Regions from separate parts of the Danio rerio genome. Here regions 2, 3 and 4 are each linked to region 1. Evidence: chromatin contacts called from public Hi-C and Micro-C data. All regions are on one chromosome and are shown on one strand. The core of a region is the stretch at or near the end of the contact, and the rest is flanking DNA. Distances in the headings are between cores, read along the strand shown.

Region 1 (3,660 bases), core at 740-3,239:
GATTTTACAGCTAAATAAATAATAGATATTTATATGTATTTCCATACAGACAATTTTCATTTATTAACGCAGTTTAATTCATTAAGGCAACGGACTGTTATACTACAGAAACATATTCTTCTTCCATCTTCTTCTGAGTCTAATTTCTATATGCATCTCCTCCTAGACGGTTCAACACCAAACCTCCCAACTGGTCTGATTCGGGTTGCTATTTCTTTTCCAACTGATCCGACTTACGGTTTTCCCAAAACTGACCTGGAAAATTCAGAAAAGTCCCATAGACTTAACATTGGACCAAACTTTATGACCTGATAACTTTGAAGCAGACTGTCATACAGACCTAAAGTTGGGCTCATGTAACTCGGATAACCTTTTAACTTACTAGCCACACCCTAGCAACTACTTATGGCACCCTAACAAGTGTCCCATAGACTTCCATTATAAAAACCTGCCATTGACTTTACATCAGGGGTGTCCAAACTCAGTCCTGGAGAGCCGGTGTCCTGCTAAGTTTTGCTCCAACTTGCCTCACAACTGCTAGGAGGTTTCTAGTATTTCCAGTAAGAGCTTGATTAGCTGGTTCAGGTGTGTTTGATTAGGGTTGGAGCTAAACCAGCCCTCCAGGACCGAGTTTGGACACCCCTGCTTTACACTGAACACACTAACAACATAATAATCCATACAGACTAAAAATCTGGAAACATGCTAGAGACATGCTAATTCATACTGGAACCATGCTAAAACATGCTAATTCATGCTAGAAACATGCTAGAAACATGCTAGCAACATGCTTATTCATGCTAGAACATGATCGTTTATGTTAGCAACCACCTACCAACCAGTCAGAACACCCTAGCAACCGCCTAGCAATGCCTTAGTAACTGCTTAGCAACCACTTAGAACACCCTAGCAACCACCTAGCAATATCTTAGCAAGCATCTACCAATCAGAACACTATACCAAATGCCAAGCAACACCTTAGCAATCACTCAGAAGACCCTAGCAAACACCTTGCAACCATTTAGCAACACCTTAGCCTAACCTAGAACACCTTAGCAGCCGCTTAGCAATGCCTTAGCAACCACTCAGACCACCCTAGCAACACCTCTTCAACCATTCAGAACACCCTAGCAACTACCAAGCAACACCTTATTAACCACATAGAGCATCCTAGCAATGCATTAGCATCCACCCAGAACAACCTAGCAAACATCCGGCAAACATCTAGCAATGCCCTTGCAACCGCTCAGTGGTCAACCTAGCAACCACCTAGCAATATCTTAACAACTACCTGGAACAACCTAGAAATGAATGACTTAGTAACCGAGCAACCACTCAGAACACCTAAGCAACTGCCTAGCAACACCTTAACAGACAAAACGCCGTAGCAACCAGCAAAACCTGGTTAAAATATATAAAATAAGTGTATCATACTGCCTACACTCAAAAAACGGATTTTTGGTACTTGTTCAAACTAATCATTTAGAATGAGCTGAATCAAGTATTTTGGGTGGACGACTTGTTTTATGCTTAATTCGCTTAAATTTGTAAAAACAATTAAAAGAAAGAATTTTGTGGGACGCAGCATTGTTTACTGTGTATGTACAACCTTATTTCTGTCAACAAAATCATTTTGACGAGTAAACTTACATTTATGAATGTGACATATTCGGTCAAACAGTTTCTTCTTGAGAATTTCTAGTGAAGCCAAAGAGCTCTTAAACACTGAATCTTTTTATTGAAACATTTTAGTAAGTTATGTCACATCCCAATATATCCTCATTTCATTTTCCTTCGGCTTTGTTCTTTTATTCGTGAAGGGTCGCAATGTTTTACTTATCCAGCATTTGTTTTACACAGCGGATGCCCTTCCAAACATTCATACAAACTCAATATATTTCTTTTCTTTTAAGTTTTTAGATATTAGCAGACTTTTATTTTGACATCAACAACGTCCTCCGTCAACCGGAAGTGGTCAAACAGACTTTCATATGTGCCTTTGCAGCCACAACTAAACAAACATTCTAAGTTTTTAACCTAAGATGTGATTATACATTCAAAAGTAGCAATCCTCAATAAGTGTACAATGTCGGACCGCAAACGAAGACGAGAGCACAGCGAGGACAAACGTGAACGAAAGAAACACAAGGAGACAAGACAAGATGAAGATAAATACAAGCACCAAACCAAAAAACTGATCCATGAGGTGCAGAAACTCAAGCATGTGGAGACTTTGTAAGTAACTTAATTGTACTATATTAGTTTGGCATCAGTGGTGCTTATGAAGAAAGCTGTTCGCGATCTAAACTGCTCAAATGTTCTGTAATGACAAGTTTTACATGTTTTCTCTTGTATACCTCTGACTATTTTCCCCCTTTCCCTTTCAGCTATGAAAATGCTCCTCCTGGTTTTATAAAGGTTTGGTGATGTCTTCCATTGTTGTCATACTTTGAGTTGATGATAAGTTGAAAATCTTACAACTTAGGGTTGTGCGATATTTACAAAAAAAATCACCATATAGTTTATAAGCGATTCATTATTCATTCATTCAGATGATTTGTTTAAGATGCCTGACTCGTTTAGAAAACTAAGCAACACAGGATAATTTAAAATTCATTCAGGAACAAAATAACTAAAATCGCAATATTACGCATGCCACCCCTGCTGAAAAAAACTGCGTAAACCAATCTAGGCTGGTTTTAGAGGGATTTCCAGCCTGGTCTTAGCTGTTTAGGTTGGAAAATGACCAGCTTGACCAGCCTGGTATAAGCTTGGCATAGCTGGTTTTGGCTGGGCTCCAAGCCTGGTTAGGCTGGTCAAGCTGTTTTTATCTGGTCATCTCCCAGCCTGACCAGGTAAGATCAGGCTGGAAATAGCTGGAAACGGTCCATGGTCAACCAGCCTAGGCTGGTTTTAGCTGTTTTTTTCAGTAGGGAAATAATCAATATCATATTTAAATTTTGTAATACTGTGCACGCATGTGTTGTGTAGTCTTCTGTTGGATTTTTGATCATACCTATTAATGCAATGTATAATATACTTCTGCACAATGTCGTTTTCACAAAATCTAATTATTATTATGTAGAGATAGTATAGGGTTCAGACACTTCATGTAAAGGAACAACCGAAACTGATGACATTGTTTGTTTTGTGTTAAAAATGGTGTTGTGTTAACTAAATGAGTGGTTAATTGAATCATTTATTCATAATCAAACGATTCATTCAAAGTGAATGTTACTTTTAGAGATTATGAATAGTCTTTATGAATGGATCATTGAATCATTTTCTCAAAAGATTTATTTAACAAGTGATTCATTTAGGAAAGACATGCTATTGTGTCTCTTAGAGACACAGATGTAACATTTACATGTAGTCATTTAGCAGACACTTTTAGGCAATATAAAGATGAAGTGCTAATTATACAAAGGAACTCTAGTTCTAAGAGAATGAAGTGCTAGAGTTAAGGCTGATTTATACGTCTGCATCAAGCGCAAGTTTGGTCGGCAGCTTTCGCACAATCACATAGCCTTTGAGCGTGGCTGATGCCGACATTAAAGTGCACCTCTCAAAAATTTTAACTACATGTTGCGATCATGCAAGCTCTGTGATTGGTCAGTTTGGTAAAGTTGCAGAGAGTAAGAAGGGTAAAAACCCTGTTGG
Region 2 (3,660 bases), core at 473-2,972, 240 kb after region 1:
TTGATCATGAATGTAGTGGCTACTGTAAATCTGCAAGCGAGCAAATTCACAAGGGATCAAATTAGAATAGGACCAGTAATGTAGAGTGTACCGGAAAAAATAGACGCAAGTATTAAAAATCGTCTCTTTAAAAAGTTTAATTGAAAGCATACTAATACCAGGTAGAAACAGGGCCCAAGTTATATGCATTAAAATGCACACATCACTTTCAGAACATCTAGAGACTGAATATAGTTTCTAGATATCAGATCATTATATTATATATATCATGGTGAACTCAATATGAACTTACCAGGATCTCCCAGTCATCCGGTGACAGAGGCTCAACAGACACCTGCTGCACTGACTGCACCTGAAGACAGGGCCGAAGATACCCCTAAAACACAACAAAACCATATTAAAAGTATCCCAATCAGTGGTTCTCAAACTTTTTGAGTTTGTTTTGAGTCCAGAGACTTTATTTGTAAATATCATGATTAAAATTTAATGGATTAGAGTTAAGGATACACATCTTTAAAGGGCTACAGTTATGACTTTTATAGGGTTAATCTTTGGCATTATACAAAAGAGTATATCCATCTGTGAAAATTCTGGTGTTATATGACTTTAATTATTCAAATTTATTTTCCAGTTGTTTGTGATTTAATAAATAAGGAAAATGGTATTTAATCTAAACACAATAACATATTTCAATCTTCAATCTAAACATAATATATTTGTTACTAACAATTTATTTTGGAATAACAGTTTAATAATTTATGAGAATTATCAAGGTCTAGAGTATGACTAGACTTCCTCATACAGGTATAGTCATTTTTTAATATACAAATGTTAAACTTAATTAAGAAATTTAATTCTTAATTTCTTAATTTTGTAATTCTTGTGTTCATTTTAATGCCTGTTTAGTCTGATTATAAATAGTTTTAATTTATATTTTAATTTACACACCTGGCTGAGAACACTGACACCCACACAAATCACATTGTCACCATATGTAACACATAATAAAATGAATATTATGATTATACTGTATAACTCTTTAACTATCCGCTGCGTAAAACATATGCTGGATAAGTTGGCGGTTCATTCCGCTTTGGTGACCTCAGATTAATAAAGGAACTAACCTGAAAAGAAAATGAATGAATGAACTCTTTAACTCACATTCGTGTTGTTCCAAACTTTTACAACTTGCCATTTTACTTCTTGCTCTAATTTTTATTTTTTTTTTTGGTTAGCAGCATTCCTAAAAATCTTTTCTTTTTAAGTTTGGTAAAAGAAATGCATGCAGATGTGTACATTTCTGACAGAATAATCTTTTTGGTGGACCATTCTTTTAGCCAGTGACCAACCTGTTCTCCATCTCTGAGCCCAAGCTTCTCTCCCAGCTGTCGGCTGATCTCAACCCTGTCCTCTGGACCTGAAGACCTGGACCTGATCCAGCTGAGGAACACCGGTGCAGAAACACCCCATGACAGCTCCAAAATCTGGTTCTGAATTCACAATAGTGTTAGACAAGAAAAACTTCTAGCACTTGCTTATAACAGAGTTCAATCATACAGGACAATGCTAGCATATGTTTTGTATGTATTATAATGCTGCTAGCAGAACACAAACCTCATGCAGACAGAGATGAGTAGCGAAGTTTGATGACAGGTGAAGAAAACAGTTCTTGGAGTTATTAAAGACTAACGTGACAGGTTGAATCCCCTGGCTTCCCAACATTGCCTGCGAGGCTGCAGAAACCTCGCTCCTGCTAAAAAACTGTCCCTTATTCTACGTTATTTTGAGGCGGTGTTAAAGCCAGTACGCTAGAGGTGTCAGCATGAACTGTACGTCAGACATTATAAGTACAAGTGTGTCGATAAATCGTAAGCGCTGTACATTTTCGATTAGCTGAGTCTGGCAGTGTTGCCAGATCTCGCTGTGGAAACGAACAGAAAGTGGAAATACTGCTCGTTTTTTAGTTCAGTATGACCAAACTGTCAAACTAAAAAAAAATACACCATTACTTAATAACTGCAATCCACAACGATCTACTTACAAAAAGATAATATATGAAAGAAGTCGCGCTAAATATGCTCATAAAAAATGGTGATGGCTACCCTCTTGACGCTTGAAAATTATTTCAAAATAATTACACTTGTTTATAATTTGCTTTAAATAAATCAAGCAAGATAGTTTTTAAGACACTGTATAAATACAATTTTATTTTATATTAGTATTTTGTAAATGACTAGATATTGCTTTATGTCAAAGTATCAAAGAGAAAACTACCCCGGTTTCTAGACCTCTATTTTGAAATGTCTTATTCCCGGATGTCTGTGCTCCCATTGAATCCATGCGTATGTTTATCATGACTGATTATTATGATCTGAACTGATTATTACGTGCTAAAGCTATTGTAAATCTTGTTGAGCGATAAGTTAAAATATCAGTGAATGGTGTATTTGGCGTTTAGCTTTATTTGCGCTGTTGTTCAGAATATATATCACATTTAGTCATGGAGGAAGTGGAGACAGCAGAGGAGCAGTTAGCCAAACAGCATCGCAAGGAAAAGAAAGACCTGCAAGGTAAGAGTTTTTATAAGTCACTTTTATATGTAGAATTAAATATTTATTAGACAGAGATTTCCCTGCAGAGGATTTAATAAGCGTTAAGCACTGCAGGCGAATAGGCTAATAATTCCCCTGTTGATTGATCACATTAGGATTTGCAATGATATTCTCTTTTACAAGTTTTATAAAATGTTTAAATATGCTAATGGAGACTTATTTAATTAAATATGCGCTCATATATGAACTCGGGTAAAAAAGTTTACAATTATTTTTGTCTTTGTCATTGCATAATTCAGAAAATATGCTAACAGTCAAAAAATCATGTTTTAGTTAAAAAAAATGTTTTATAAAATTACTAGGCAAGGCAAATTATTTATGACAATAGAAACTGTAGTAATAGAATGTGTGTTTTATTGTTTACAAGTGCTACTGGAAATTTATGGCTCAGAAGGAAAAAAATCTATTTAATAAAACAGTCTTTAAAAATATGTATTGTATTTGAAATCTAAGGACACACATGGACAAAGTTTAACAAAAGAATCACTAAAAAGTGTATTTTGTTTTATTTCCGTTAGACTGGGGATATATATATATATATATATATATATATATATATATATATATATATATATATATATATATATATATATATATATATATATATATAAAACTTGTTTCCCTTTTAAGCACATTATATTTTGTTTTGAGAAACATTTTAAATATTTTTGAACAGTAAACATGGCTAAATAAATAATTGACTTCTAATGTTTTTATTTGTTTCAAAAACAGATTTTTTTTTTTACAATTTAAAACAGAATGTTTTTTCTGCTGAAGATACTGCTGTCTTATAAAAAAAAGAACGGTAATGCAGAAAATTTTGAAGGGTTTTAAAAACTTGACTTTTCCAAAACGCGGTATACCTTGAAAACGGTTATCGTCCCATACCGAATTATGATTTATACTTATTATATCATTCTGATATTATACCTTTGCCAAATGCATGCAACCTTCACATACCCGCACACCTCTCAAAAAAATGTACTACACGTTACAACGACATGCAGCACAAGCTTTGTGATTCGTCGATTAGGCGCAGAGAGCTGCG
Region 3 (3,660 bases), core at 753-3,252, 210 kb after region 1:
TTAGCACCATGCTCTAACCTTCTGAGTTAGAAAGAAATTAAAAATTATGTGAATTACATAAAATTGGTAACGTTGTTACGGTAAAAGTAAAAGAAAATCATGATTTTGGATGTTTATTTTAGCTAAAGTTAAAAAAAACTGATTACTGTTGGTGTTGAATAAAAGAGTACGTTGGTCTTGTTTTTAAACATTTATGTTAGTTCAACTGATCCTAAACAAATCCCAAGGAACGATTTATTAGGTCTCCATTACAATGTACAATTTTTACGTTTAGATTTATTAAAATAGTGTCAAAATTCTCTTTTATATAAGCGAACAAAATTTAAATATAATTTTAAGCTAAACTGCATCAGGTATAGCCTAAATGGCAATGTAAGTCTCCAATGTTTTAGATTTATATTTTTCTGTTTGTTACAATAAACTTTATTAAAATAATTTAAAAAACCTATAACAATAAACTTTTTTTCTGTTTATTAAAATAAAGTGTAATGTAATGCTATTCTCCGCTCCATAACCGAATTGACTCATTCTCATACTGAGTTTTAAATGTAGCCTATATTAGCATTTCAGGCCATTTCGGTTATGAAAAACAATATTTCGACAGAAAAGAAGGTTCTCTTCAAACCAAAGTCTTTTGTCTGAGGAAGGATTAAAAAATAAATAAATAAAAAATAGTAATAAAAAATGTAAATAAAAAAAATATTACATTTAAAAAGCTCTCATAAAACTAAACTAAATTTTTTTTTGTTCACAAATTCTTTAGCTTTTCCAAAAAAGACCTGTGACAGCCTGGAAAACGAGGATCTGTCTCGTGAGTCGTGATACTTTTTAATATAGTACTACTCAGGCTACATTTTATTGTGTTTCAACCATACAATCATATTGACCATAACTATGGATGACATCAAGTACAATAATAAACAAGTAAAATGAATAATGATAATAAAAAATAAAAAAAAATATAAAAAACAGGGTACAGAGGCAAACTATCAAATTAAATAATATTAACTAAGTCCTTATAAAGTTTCACAGTTTTAACACTTTTTTTGCAGTTAACATTGTGTAAATGTAATGTAATAATTAACAAATTAAGTCCCAAAGAAAATTCTGCAACTTAGGTATAATGAAGAAAAATTTACATTTGAAAATATATTATTTACCCAATAAAATAAATAAATTGCCCATAAATTCTGTTATGTTTGTCATGAGAAAAGTAACAAATTATATTACACATGGAAAAATCAGCGTTAAACTTACATTTTGATAAAAAATTAGACGGATAAATCAGACCAAAACACATTTGTGTGAGCAGTATTTGACAAAAAGAATCGATTCGATTCTTAAGTTACAGAAGACACATTTTGAATTAGGATTACCGAATTTAAATACCATCTCATTTATGGGGTAGTACTCAGGCTACATAGTCACACAAAGGCTGACACTACGCAGTGAAGAAAACATTAATATTTATCAAGGTAGTAACAATGTACAGTAAGTTTCTTGCACAATATCGTTTTGTTTCATATAAGGTCTGAATGTATCATACGGAGCCACAGGTAGAGCCATTATTTTACTCATTATTTTACATTATTTTTGTGCTGGTTGGTGTTGCCTTGGCAGTTTATTAATTGCAATTCCTGCTAAGAAGCCCTACAAAAGACAGAAATCACCTTAAAAGACCCGAGGGTGAATAAATTAGCAGCATTTTTTTCATTTATAGCTGACCTAACCCTTTAAAATCACATTTAAAACACATCTACACTGATGCTAGCTAGAGCGCAATAAAAGATGCTGATATGTAGTAACTGACACATCTTGCTTAGAGCAATTTTACTTCTCCCGTTTTAGACTTTAGCTCTCTCATGGTGGCGGTGCTTACTTATTCTATTCTAGTCCCATGATGTCACTTGTTTTGACTCTGTTTTGGCTGAGATATGGTTGAATGGGGCTCCCGTGCTCTTTAGCGCAAGCCCATAAAATGCTAACAGCAGGAGTCAGAACAAAGACCGTCTATATTTACCTTCGCAGAAAGTGCTGCATCAAGCTGTAGATGTACAGGTTGTGGTGCGTCTTACAACAGAATTAAACAGAGTGTGAGAAGGAAATTCAGCTCTTTTGAGGACCACATTGAGAAAGTGCTGGAATGATAACTGCTGCAGAGACAGCTGTAGCTCCAGGTGGCACTGAAGACTAAAAGAATATTGAAAAATCAATTTAGGAGAGCTCGGGTCCTAGGGGTCTGGAGATGTCAGTTTTCCACAGAATAAGCCGAAGGCCTTTGAGGCTGATGAAATAGAGGATTCTTCTCTTCTACAAAGAGGACACATACAGTTGGTCTTTCTGAATACAGATCGAGAAGTAACCATGTACTGTAGGACTTTCTCAACAAGCTAACTGGCTTTTGGATTATAGGATTATACTGCCACCTACAGGTTATGGAATGCATCTTTTGATGAGGACGCTAGAGCAAGTGTGGACATTTTTATGCCCATGTCTATTAATTCTCGGGACCATTCATTCAATTAACAGCACATTTAAATGTAAGCCTTACTTAAACCAACATCAGACTATAAAGAAATAGCCAATTTGAACCATATCCCACAAGAATGATTTAATTTCAGAATTAAATGGAACCAATATTTGATTGTGGAGGGGAGGAAAACTGTAGTGGGTATACAGTATTGCAATAGATAAGGTTGTTACGTGGAATGAAACAAAAATACTGTTGCTTTATTGCAAAAATAAGGCTTTTCTTACTTCTGTCTCTTCTCTAGTCCAAATATTTATTAAATCAAGACTCATTTACTAGACAAGCAAAATATATAGTCTTGTTTTAAGGGAATAACATGCCAAAATAATATTGTTTTTCATTTTGACATGCGATTATTGTGCTTGCTTAACCCTTGTGCACTGTTCAAATTTACTTCTCTTTTATGTTAGGGATGAAAACATTCACTTAATTAAACTACTGCAAAAAAAAAAAAACTGCATCAGATTAATATTTTGTTTTTCAATTTTTTTTGCATAAATCTGTTAATCAAGCTCAGTCCTGATCAAAGCTACTAAATTGCTTAGAAGATGACAGTATTATAACTCTTTAATTGCAAAACTCATAAATGATGTCACTGATTTAGTGATAAAAACACAAAACACAAAAACACAAAATGACATATTTTCAATATAAAAGGTAATTGTGGACTGGACCTTTTTTCCTTTTATCACAGTCTTGCACATGTGAATGATTACTAACAACATTGGCTTTGATGCATTGCAAGATTTTCATTTGTTCCTCTGTAATTTACTGTTGGTGCCATTTTTTCTCCATTGACTTCCATTATAAAAACATTTGGTGGTGCATAAATACAGTCTTTGTTTTTATTTACTCCATGTAGTTCTGAGAGCGTAGTTGCAAATTTAGATTTTCTCAGACACATTCAGGTAAGTGCTCAAAGGTCACCCTCACACACTCACAGACATACATACACACACTTTAATGTGTTTTTTTACTCCATATAAAATCCAGAAAGTAATCCTTTTTTTTTTTTCTTTTTTTTTTTTTGCAGAGGCCTATCTAAAGGGTTCATGGTGCCAACTGATGCTCAACAGTAAAAATTACAAATTGTACCTCTTCCATCAGGGAAAACCACCAAAAACCACCAA
Region 4 (3,660 bases), core at 440-2,939, 140 kb before region 1:
TGATGCATTTTTCCTCCATTAACAAATATTATATTTTGTGGAAGGTTTTCTAGTGATATTACACTGATATTGTGATCTATCATAATCGTGGGCAAAATATAATGAAATTATCGTATCGTATTACTGTACCTGAATATCTGACTACTTATTTACTTTTATCTTTGCTTTATCTTATCTATTTACACTTGTAGTTTGTTTGATTACCTCCTCTACACCAATATTGCAATCTAAGTTAATGATTTCATTCCAAATGGAGCTATTCAAATCATCGTATTCATATCACAATATAAAATAAAAAATAAAATATAAAAAATATGTATATCGCAATGTCACATTTTTTCATGTATCATGCAGCCAAAATAATAGTTTTATTCAAATACAAATAATTAAGTATGTGGCACCAATGCATTTTAATCATCATGAGCATTAAATATAAAGGGCTTAATTTACTAAATATGCAAAAACAACATAAAAAGCAAATTAAATTATACTTTTATAATAAACTGGAACATATTTATAAAATTCTAATTAGGATTTCAGTTTTAGTTAACTACAAAAACCCAGCCTCTATGAAACAAACTTTGTTTTGGAGTTAGGAACTCCATATTACTATCATAATAATTGATTAACTGTATAATTATTAGGTTATGTTTCATTATTTTACAAATTCAGTAACAATTTTGGGAGTAATAACAAATCAAAAACACTTTATGTATAAGGTTTATGACAAAACTAAATGTAAACTGCACACTCATACAAGACTGAACGCTTTTCTACACCTTTAAAACTTTATAGACGTTCCCTATATCAGTAATCGCACATAAGACACTGGGGACGGGGACTGTTTACAAAACATACATTTTCCACACTTCCCAACGGTTCGTCATGGATTAAACCAAACAAAGTTACCCTGTATCCTGTTCTACATCCTGGTCCTATACAAATAAGCCCAGATCCAGTAGGCTAATACCATTACACCAACAACCAACCAGTCAATGACCAGCAGAGGTTGAAATATCTGTCAAAGCAACTTGACAACCACTTACAGAGGGTTCCATCTTTCAGCCAGTCTGCGGTGTAAAGATATCCTATCGCTCACATAAGTGTTTATTTGATGTTTTTTGATGCTCTCCTCTTCCTCTCGCTTCTCTTCCCCACTCAGGTCCAGTTTAACAGCTCTGCCCATCTCTCCCAGCGCGTTTACATCTAAAGCAGGCTTCTCGTAAACAGGTCTCTTCAGAAACTGCTCGTCCACATTTTTGTGCTCGTCTGGCACTTCTCTTATTTTCGCCAGTCCCACATCACTCTGCGTGTTCCTGTGAAATACTAAATAGCCCACTACAAAAGCACCGACAATGTACAGGATAAACTTGGAGCGACTCCGTCTGCCACATATTGCCATAATGTGTCCGTATCGTTCGGTTTCCTCAAACCGTTTCTGTTCAGTTTCATGAAGAGTTCGGAAAAAGTTCGCCCGGGTGAGAGGAGCTTGTTTTAAAAGTGCCAGATTTCATTTTAAAGTCGACTGAAGTGAAACAATCCAGGCAGAGAGAAAGTTTATTCTGTGGCTGAAGCCAAATTTGTTGAGGTGTAATCAATAGATCGACATGAACGAGTCGGCTGGTCGAGCCGGTTGCAGACGGGGAGGAGTTCAACCCACTGGCGGCGATTCGGACACTTTTTAGCGGTGAGTTGAGTTTTGCTCCGTCGGCGACAATAGTAGGTTGCAATCAGGGGAGGAGTTCAGAAAAGAGGCAAGTCGAGCTGAATATTTCTGCTTCCAGCATGTGAACGGAAACTACATGGGAAACACATGTGAAAGTGAACAAGCCTCATATCTGAAGCCGAAGTAGCCTAACAAATTAGCACATGCAGAGCTAATTAACACTCCGTTAAGGCAATTTAAATCAATTGTGTTAAAAATAAGATGACAGCATTGAAGACAACATGCTTTTGTAAGAAAATGAAACTTTGCAAGTGTTTTAAGGATCTCAAAATACACTTGTTGGCTATGTGTAAAACTTTTCAGACTAATGTTTTGTAAACAAACAGGTTTCCAGAAATTTTGACTGTTTTTGAGCAGCCAATGTAATACAAATCCAATCATTCTAATTTATTCTAGAAGCTAACTTACAAATTAAAATACTGTTGTATGCTCAAATAAATGTAATGCAGTTATCATTATACAATATTTTTTCTGCAATTTTTGGAGAGCAAAAAAGTGCTATGGTTTTATATACTTTGGTTTTATAATGGGCTATGCACACTGACTTTTCATTTTCAGCCAGGCAGCTCAAAAGCCTCTGGTCAACTGTCTTTCCGTTTCAAAATTGTTACATTTAAGATCTGATTTCTTAAAAAAAAAATCAGCAATCTTCACTGCCTGATAGATATAAGATATAAAGTGGGTCTCAGATCAGACAAGAAGCACTGCATTAAATTCCATTCCCCGCCGCCATCTTTAAAACATGACAGTTTATTTTTCCACAGTATTTTCAATGGAATTTCTGCGCTAGCCTGTTGCTACCGACGACACTAGTGGTTACAACCCTCTTTTATCTCGTTTTACGCTTTAACAACGAAATAAATGCTTAAGTCTATTTAACTGAATGTATTGTAAATTACATTACAACATCGATGCATCGATGCTGTAAAAACAACCTTGTGAAACTGAAAATAGTCACAGTAAGCTTTCAGCGCAAGTTTATCGTTGGCTTTAAAACTTAACTATAGAGCCCATTATACGATTTTAGCCATTACTGAAAAACAAAATAGAAGAGTAATTTTTGATTATTTCGATTTTTTGGAAAACAAAAAAAATATGTTTTAATATATGTTTTATGTTTTTATAATCATACTGTTATAATTACACCATTTTTGGCATTTCTTTTTTTTGTTGTTGCAAAAATTGTACACCACAAAACATGGAACAATCAACATTGCAAGGCATGTTTACCGTTAAATTAAATTAAAATTGTTCCCTTTAAAAACTAATAATATTAATAATAATACCAACTAATAATAAATACTTTTAAACTAATAAATAAAAATAGATAACAACTGCAACTAGGAGCAGTTCAAAAGACACATCAATGGAAGAAAAAAAGCATTTTAATTAATATTTTGAAAATGAATACAAAGAGCTTCGGTTATTTTATTTTGGTTTCTGAAGTATTTGAAGCTTTGAGCCTACCTCAGAAAGAAAACACCTAAAAGAGGCCCTGCGTTTTTTCCATTTACATCTATGAATAGGATATTTACTCATTAGTAAGATAAAGTTCACAACATCAAAAAAATATATAAATGTAAATCACATTTGTAAAAGAAAATATCTTCTGGATCAATAGGAAAGACTAAAGTCATCTTTAATGAAAGCCATATACAGTGCATCCGAAAAGTATTCATAGCGCTTCACTTTTTACACATTTTTTGTTACACCCTTATTCCAAAATGAGGTCAACCCCAGTCTGAGGTCAAGAGCACTCTGAAGCACGTTTTCATTCTGATGTCTCTGCACATTGCCTAGCATTCACTCCAAAGAGCTCAGTTATTGTCTCATCAGACCAGAGGATTTTGATTCTTACGATCTGAGAGTCCTTCAGATGTCTTTTGGCAAATTCCGGGCAGGGAGTGGCTTCCGTCTGGCCAGTCTAGCATACA

The links. Hi-C and Micro-C count contacts between places; a contact is called where the count stands out from the background.
Region 2: a contact with region 1 is called in a Hi-C map of an unstated tissue, with 4 times the contacts expected there. The contact joins the promoter of pex1 here to the promoter of rp9 in region 1. A contact is called at or near these places in 1 of 18 Hi-C or Micro-C datasets (an unstated tissue) and 1 of 4 datasets of contacts at active chromatin or transcription factors (embryo).
Region 3: a Micro-C map of caudal fin shows a contact between it and region 1, with 4 times the contacts expected there. The contact joins the enhancer-like site here to the promoter of rp9 in region 1. A contact is called at or near these places in 3 of 18 Hi-C or Micro-C datasets (caudal fin, hematopoietic stem cells and an unstated tissue).
Region 4: a contact with region 1 is called in a Micro-C map of caudal fin, with 4 times the contacts expected there. The contact joins the promoter of galnt12 here to the promoter of rp9 in region 1. A contact is called at or near these places in 3 of 18 Hi-C or Micro-C datasets (caudal fin, hematopoietic stem cells and an unstated tissue).

The regions. Positions count from the first base shown.
Region 1 is chr19:36,539,683-36,543,342 of GRCz12tu, reverse strand. rp9 (RP9 pre-mRNA splicing factor) reads left to right here and starts at 1,989. Exons shown (of 6, transcript NM_001007353.1): 1 at 1,989-2,235; 2 at 2,388-2,418. The coding sequence starts at 2,087.
Region 2 is chr19:36,299,142-36,302,801 of GRCz12tu, reverse strand. pex1 (peroxisomal biogenesis factor 1) reads right to left here and starts at 1,722. Exons shown (of 24, transcript NM_001170835.1): 1 at 1,615-1,722; 2 at 1,350-1,490; 3 at 293-376. The coding sequence starts at 1,722. otud6b (OTU deubiquitinase 6B) reads left to right here and starts at 2,333. Exons shown (of 7, transcript NM_200225.1): 1 at 2,333-2,570. The coding sequence starts at 2,501.
Region 3 is chr19:36,327,318-36,330,977 of GRCz12tu, reverse strand. No RefSeq gene overlaps it. Among named protein-coding and RNA genes, the nearest start is that of pex1, 28 kb to the right of the region's middle. Within about 2 kb of position 2,002, at least 16 of the 62 cell types and tissues checked have an H3K27ac peak or open chromatin away from gene starts, as enhancers often do. A contact at or near this core is called in caudal fin, where this site is marked.
Region 4 is chr19:36,675,862-36,679,521 of GRCz12tu, reverse strand. It overlaps galnt12 (UDP-N-acetyl-alpha-D-galactosamine:polypeptide N-acetylgalactosaminyltransferase 12), which reads right to left and starts at 1,689. Exons shown (of 10, transcript XM_683102.7): 1 at 1,047-1,689. The coding sequence starts at 1,402.